Regions from separate parts of the Drosophila melanogaster genome. Here region 2 is linked to region 1. A link is a contact called in public Hi-C data. All regions are on one chromosome and are shown on one strand. The core of a region is the stretch at or near the end of the contact, and the rest is flanking DNA. Distances in the headings are between cores, read along the strand shown. Region 1 holds the start of dikar (dikar,). Region 2 holds the start of CG3335.

Region 1 (3,089 bases), core at 180-2,679:
ACTAAACAATGAACAGAAATGCGAAATACACGGTATCTCCCACCATGATTGAATGTCTGCGAAGAGAAAAACAATGTGATTTAGCAAATTTTTCGGTAACTTGCGACTCTTGTTGTATATATTTCCACTATTATATTGGTTTTGTTAAGTAGGAACTGATTTGGTAAATTTATTGCTCACCTAATAATCCAATGAAAGTAGAAACCATTTATGTATGCTTGCTTATTGGAAACGTTGCTCCTCTGCGGGATTTTATAGATGTCAGTAAGAACAATTCCTGGGCCTCTTTAGTAGCTCTCTGGTGTGGAAGTCGGGCTGCGTATATAATATATATGTATATATAACGTATGTGGTCAGGCGTTAACGAATTAGGCTCAAATTACACGACCGAAAGTCAAAAGGCGGCAAAAAGAGCGAGCGCAGAATTCAGACAAAAAAAATGTGTGCAACATGTGTGTGTGTGTTGGGACACTTGGCGGCGATATATACACAAACATCTGGCTTTATCACTTATCAAACATTCCGATGCACGCAAGGGTCTGGGCAGCGCAGGGGATGGGGATGGGAGTGGGAAGGGTCGAGTGGGTGGACGGTAGGTCAAAAGAAAGTACGCGCGCTTATTTTCACGAAGAGAAAATCAAAACAGACAGCCGACAAGCGGCCAAGGCGTGCGTCAAAGCGGGACGGCACCAGTACATTGAGCCAATAGCCGAACCGCTCACTTTTTCACGTTTGCATGCCGTCCCGCTCCCGCGAATGGGCACTACTATTTTGACTACACTGCACTCGATTATTTTGCAATTATAATGTGCAATTTACACGGCTTTTGGGCAGTTGGTTTTTTTCCGCTTTTCACCGCAAATTGCACGCGATGAAAGGTTATGGTGCGCAGATTTAGTTGGCGTACATAGCAGTTTATTTAACTTCCAATTTTGTGGAGCATGCGCGCGGCGGCTGACGACCGACGGCTTTTCTCCGCCTCCGTTTTTTGCCTGCTGGGCAGTGTGTATTTATTTTTATTAATACACGTATATATATTTTTCAGTTACGTGTGAAAATGTCATTTAACTTTAGAGACGCCCATTTCCCAGTCATCTTTTCTTTCTGCTTTTTCCCCCTCAATTTCTTTTTCCACACACACGCACGCACACACTCGGATGCCAGGGCACACACACACATAGTTGTACGCAGAGGGGCTCCATCTGCCATAAAATATTATTAATTATTTCACAACAATAGCAGCACGCACTAAACAGTTCGCTGCGATCGATTGATTGAACGGCATGCCTACCCGTTTCGATCCCGTTAATCTGGCTATCTGCGCAGACAATACGCGATTCGCGTTTTTTTGCGCTCCTGGTTAATTTTATTTTTCTTCAGCGAGCAGCAAACGCGGCGAAGAAATTATCGTGGCTCTCGATAACTAGTGGTGGTCTGAAATTCGTCAACACGCCAGCCATCGATGGTTCACTAGAGATGCGGCACTCGGGGCAAAGTGGCTCTAAACGATAGTTAATATATTTGTTTTGGATTTAAATTGGTAAATCGACTTTATTTCTTCAAAACGGTTCACCTTTCATATTTTTCATATTAAATAGTTTTCAATTGTGTATTTTAGTTTTAAATTTAAAGTATTTAAGTTTGTAAAACATATATTCAATGAAACTTTAAAATCAGATTAATACATTTTTATTTTAAATATGCTTGCTTTTCCACATAAACACAATTCTGCAGATAAGAAAAGTATTTTAAGATAATTTAATTTTAATAAAAAAATAATTTAATAATTTAATAATCTGCTTGCCAATACATGTATTATGTTTTGTTTTGTTTACTATAGAAGTTTGTAAGCATTAATGCGCAATTTACAACATTCCCCGATTCTATCGATAGATCGATTTCCTTCTTCCGGTCGCTTTTCGCTTGCCATTCGCCTCTCCGCTACCCCTCCTTCAACAGTCTTTTTTTCTTGCCTTCCCACCCCTCCTTTGCGAGAGCAGCTGTGAGTCTAACCTAACTTTTCCGCCGTTAACTACATGGCGGCGTGCTAGTGTGTGTTGTTGCTTCACACGCACAAGTGCGGGTGTGTGCGTGCCAGTCACCATGTAGGTCGTCATGTATGTTCTAAAGTAACTACATGGCATAAATCGCGGGTTGGGGGGCTATCAATTAAAGATTAACCAAAATTATGCAAAACCATCCAAAGCTGCAATTCAAGTTGAGCGCGCATGCAATGTTTGCAAAAGTCTGCAAGCTAATTTATACGAATTTCGGCCGAAATTGCATTCTGTTCAACAACGTGCCTCGGGGAGTCCCACCATGTAGGTGCCATCTACATGGCGATTCTAGCCTACATGGCGAGGCATGCGAAACTGGTTTGGGCAAGGGCGACCACGAAATTTGTTGTAAAATAAAGTGGTGCTGGGAAAGCCTCCCCAAGAACAAACAAGTAACGCACTACTGTAATATAATAAAACCCTTATTTTTGTTATACATATAAATTTAGCTGTTCGAAATTAATAAGTTATTTCAAGATCATTGAAATTGCAAATTAATTCAGGAATTAAACCAAATTATTGTGAATTTATTTTTAAACAAATGACTCCATTTCAAATGACTTTCCAAAAACTATAACAACTTTCTCACTTTTCCCATTAATACTCGCTTAAAAAGTCCAAACACCAGTTTCTTGTATTTCATACATAGTAATTTAGTCTTTATTTATAGTTTTAGTTTAGTGTAGTTTTTTAGAGTCAAACGTTTAGATACATAGAATTGAATAACCGATGTAATGTAATGGCGTATTTACAGGTGGTGCCGCAGCTGTGGCAACTGGAGCAGCGCAGGCAGGTGGGGCATGTGCGCATCCGGATCGCGAGCTCGCAGGGCGAGAATCGTTTGGTGCTACGGCTCTATCTTCCGGATCTTCAGTCCACCGCTGGGCCCACGCGGCCCCAAATGAGCGACTCCGGACGAAACGCCCGTCGTCGTTGCGGCCGCCGTGCTCACCAGCTGGGGTATCAGTGCACCGCCATTACTGCTAGCCTCGCCGTTTCCATTGGTCGGACTTGAGACGGCTCCGTTGTGCA
Region 2 (3,089 bases), core at 293-2,792, 2.9 Mb after region 1:
ATGCCAACGAGGCCAAGAAGAATGCCCAGGAGGCGCAGCTGAAGTATGCCGAACAGGCTTCCAAGGTAAGTCATTCAGGGACATCTTATTATCCTTACTAAATTCGTAAAATTTCTTGACAGGATGCTGAGCTGATCCGCCGCAAAGCCAATGAGACCAAGGTGGCTGCCCGCAATCTGCGCGAAGAGGCCGACCAACTGAATCATCGCGTGAAACTCACCGAAATGGACATCTTCAAGCTGGAGGAGAGCTCGACCAAGGACGACAATCTGGTGGACGACGCCAAGCGAAAGGTGGGTCAGGCCAAGGCCGATACCCAGGAGGCCCAGAAGCAGATCGAGAAGGCCAATGCCGACCTGACGGCCATCAAGGATGAGCTGGAGAATCTGAAGGACATCAACACGGGCGATTTGGATAGATTGGGTAAGAAACAGAAACCTCTCTAATCTGAATTTACTTATGAGTAATCTAATTAATCTCGCAGAGAATCGTTTGGCCACTGTGGAGGGTGAGATCAATCGCGTCAACCTGACGGGACGCATCGAAAAGTACCGGGAACAGCGCACCATTCAGAAGAATCTGATCGACAAGTACGATGCCGAGCTGAGGGAGCTCAAGGATGAAGTCCAGAATATTGGACTTATTTCCAAGGCTCTCCCCGATAGCTGCTTCAGTCGCAATCGCCTGGAACCCTAGAGCTCTGCGAACAACCCCACTTCCCATAACAACTACTTCAATTTTAACTAAGAACGAAGATCTGAGACGAGACGAACAAATCAGATTTATGATAGAACGTAGACGTTGAATGAAATTATGTAATTTTAGTGCCTTAGCCGAAATATTCTGTTTAGTGACCCAGCCCAAGGATCCAAGGATCCACAAAGGAGACCAACTGAGCAACGTTAAGCTTTAACGCATCATCGTTCGCCTACTGTATGCCATATACTATAATGATACAACGGATACAAGAGGATGGATGATGGCCACATCGAGAATCAACTGCCAACTGTGCTTCACCAGTTTCAAGCCAGCAACGGACTGTATTATATGTTAAAAATGAGACACTAAACGAAACACACAAGACCTTGTACTCCCACAATCCGACAATCCAATCGCATATCTATATCTCTACCGTAGCTCCACCTGAAGTCTATTCTAAACACTTATATATTAACATATTTGTCATCTACGTTTAATGTGCCAATACAATTACCATGTATCTTTGTGTATAAGTCGCTTAAAGAGTTTCCTTTCAAAATATAACTTTTCCAACGTTGTAAGTTTGTAAAAATCCACCCTTTAAACTTGAACTGGGGAAATATAAGGATGCTCAAGCGAAGTGACGTTTTGAAGTCGAGGTTATTTTACTTTTTCATTCAGCTTTGATTTGCCATCACCCATTATAATCGAAACACAACTTAAAAAATATATAAATTTGAATATCTACATGTAAAATGTAACGTAAAGTAGAGTCGATGAAACGATAGACTTTTCGATAGTATACAAATTTCGACTTTCGATACTACTGATGCTACTATCGCTCGTTTTGCATATCTAATGCACGTGTTGTTTCAATTTGTTTGTAAACAAAAGTTTTCTTAAATGAGTTTTTAGCTGCAGACCGACAAATTAGCCACAAAAGATGTCACGAATTATAGTCAAACAGCTGCCCAAGCATGTGAGTATGTAGACTTGTTAAAAAAAAGCATCTACTTAAACTGAAATTGTAGATCACCGAAGACAAACTGCGTCAGATTTTTGGTGCCCAGGGCACGATTACGGATCTGCAACTAAAATACACGCCCGATGGAAAGTTTCGGCAATTTTGCTTCGTGGGTTACAGCACCGAGGAGGAGGCCCAATCGGCCATCCGGCACTTTGACAACACATGCATTCAGACCAGCCGGGTGCGCGTCGAATCCTGTGCTGCCTTGGGCAGCGAAGATAAGCCACAATCTTGGAGCAAGTACGCCAAGGACAGCAAGAAGAACCTAGACAAATTGAAGGAGAAGGAAAGGGAGGCGGCTGCCAAGGCTAAGGAGTCTGAGAAAAAGAAGAAGAAAGATAAAGTTGACAAGGTGGACCAAATTTTGAGCAGACACAAAGACGATCCGGAATTCCAAGAGTTTCTAGAGGCGCATGACAAGTCGCGAACGCTGTGGGGAAACGATTTGGGTATAAATAAAAATCGGGAGAACGAAGAAGAGGATGATGAGGAACAGGAAGAATCTCGAGCTGCCAGAGATGACAGTGGAGTGGATGCAGATGCAGGAGATGAGGATGGCTCAGGCGATGAGGCAGATGAGGAAGAAGACACCGATAAACTGGCCGAAAAGCCCATCAGCGATCTTGAGTATATGAAATCCCTGATGGCAACCACATCCGGCGAAGCTACTGCAAAGAAACCCAAAGCCAAGGCGGATAAATCAAATTTGGAGCTGTTCACCATTAAAATACACAATGTACCATACAACACCAAGCGCCAGGAGGTGCTAAAGTTTTTCAAGCCCCTGAAACCGTACTCCGTTCGGCTGCCCAGCAAAGTTCACGGCTTCTGCTACGTGGGTTTTAAAACTGAGAAAGACATGGCCAAGGGAATGCTTAAAAACAAGAGTTTCATCAAGGGCAAGCAAGTATTCTTCTCCGACTTTACAGAGAAGAACAAGGTGACCAAAGCGAGCAAGAGTGGACAACCATTGGCACCAGCCGCCGTCGATGCGGGCAATGCGAAGTGGAAGCATCAGCAGGACAGTTTATCCAAAGAAGATGACATCTCCGAGTCCGGGAGGATATTCTTTCGTAATCTAGCATACACTACTACCGAAGAGGATCTGCGCAAGCTTTTCGAGCAGTTCGGTCCCGTGGTGGAGGTTAACTTGCCCCTCGACAAGCTAACGCGAAAAATCAAGGGCTTTGGTACAGTTACGTACATGATGCCGGAGCACGCATTAAAGGCTTTTAATACCCTCGATGGCACTGATTTCCATGGCCGTCTCTTGCACCTTCTGCCCAGCAAGGACATCGAAAAGAATCCGAAAGAGGATTTGGATGAAAACGATGCCAGTCTGTCATTCAAAGAAAAGAAGGCC

What was found. A called contact is a pair of places that touch in the nucleus more often than the background predicts.
Region 2: a Hi-C map of the Kc167 cell line shows a contact between it and region 1, with 4 times the contacts expected there. A contact is called at or near these places in 7 of 107 Hi-C or Micro-C datasets (the Kc167 cell line, the S2 cell line, embryo and 3 more).

Annotation. Positions count from the first base shown.
Region 1 is chr3L:6,741,735-6,744,823 of dm6, forward strand. It overlaps dikar (dikar,), which reads right to left and starts at 1,430. Exons shown (of 10, transcript NM_001274552.1): 1 at 1,292-1,430; 2 at 181-315; 3 at 1-56. The coding sequence starts at 208. velo (veloren) reads right to left here. Exons shown (of 9, transcript NM_206286.2): 9 at 2,692-3,089. The coding sequence ends at 2,905.
Region 2 is chr3L:9,622,695-9,625,783 of dm6, forward strand. It overlaps CG3335, which reads left to right and starts at 1,543. Exons shown (of 4, transcript NM_140080.2): 1 at 1,543-1,678; 2 at 1,731-3,089. The coding sequence starts at 1,643. LanB2 (Laminin B2) reads left to right here. Exons shown (of 10, transcript NM_079282.2): 8 at 1-65; 9 at 123-423; 10 at 485-1,286. The coding sequence ends at 696.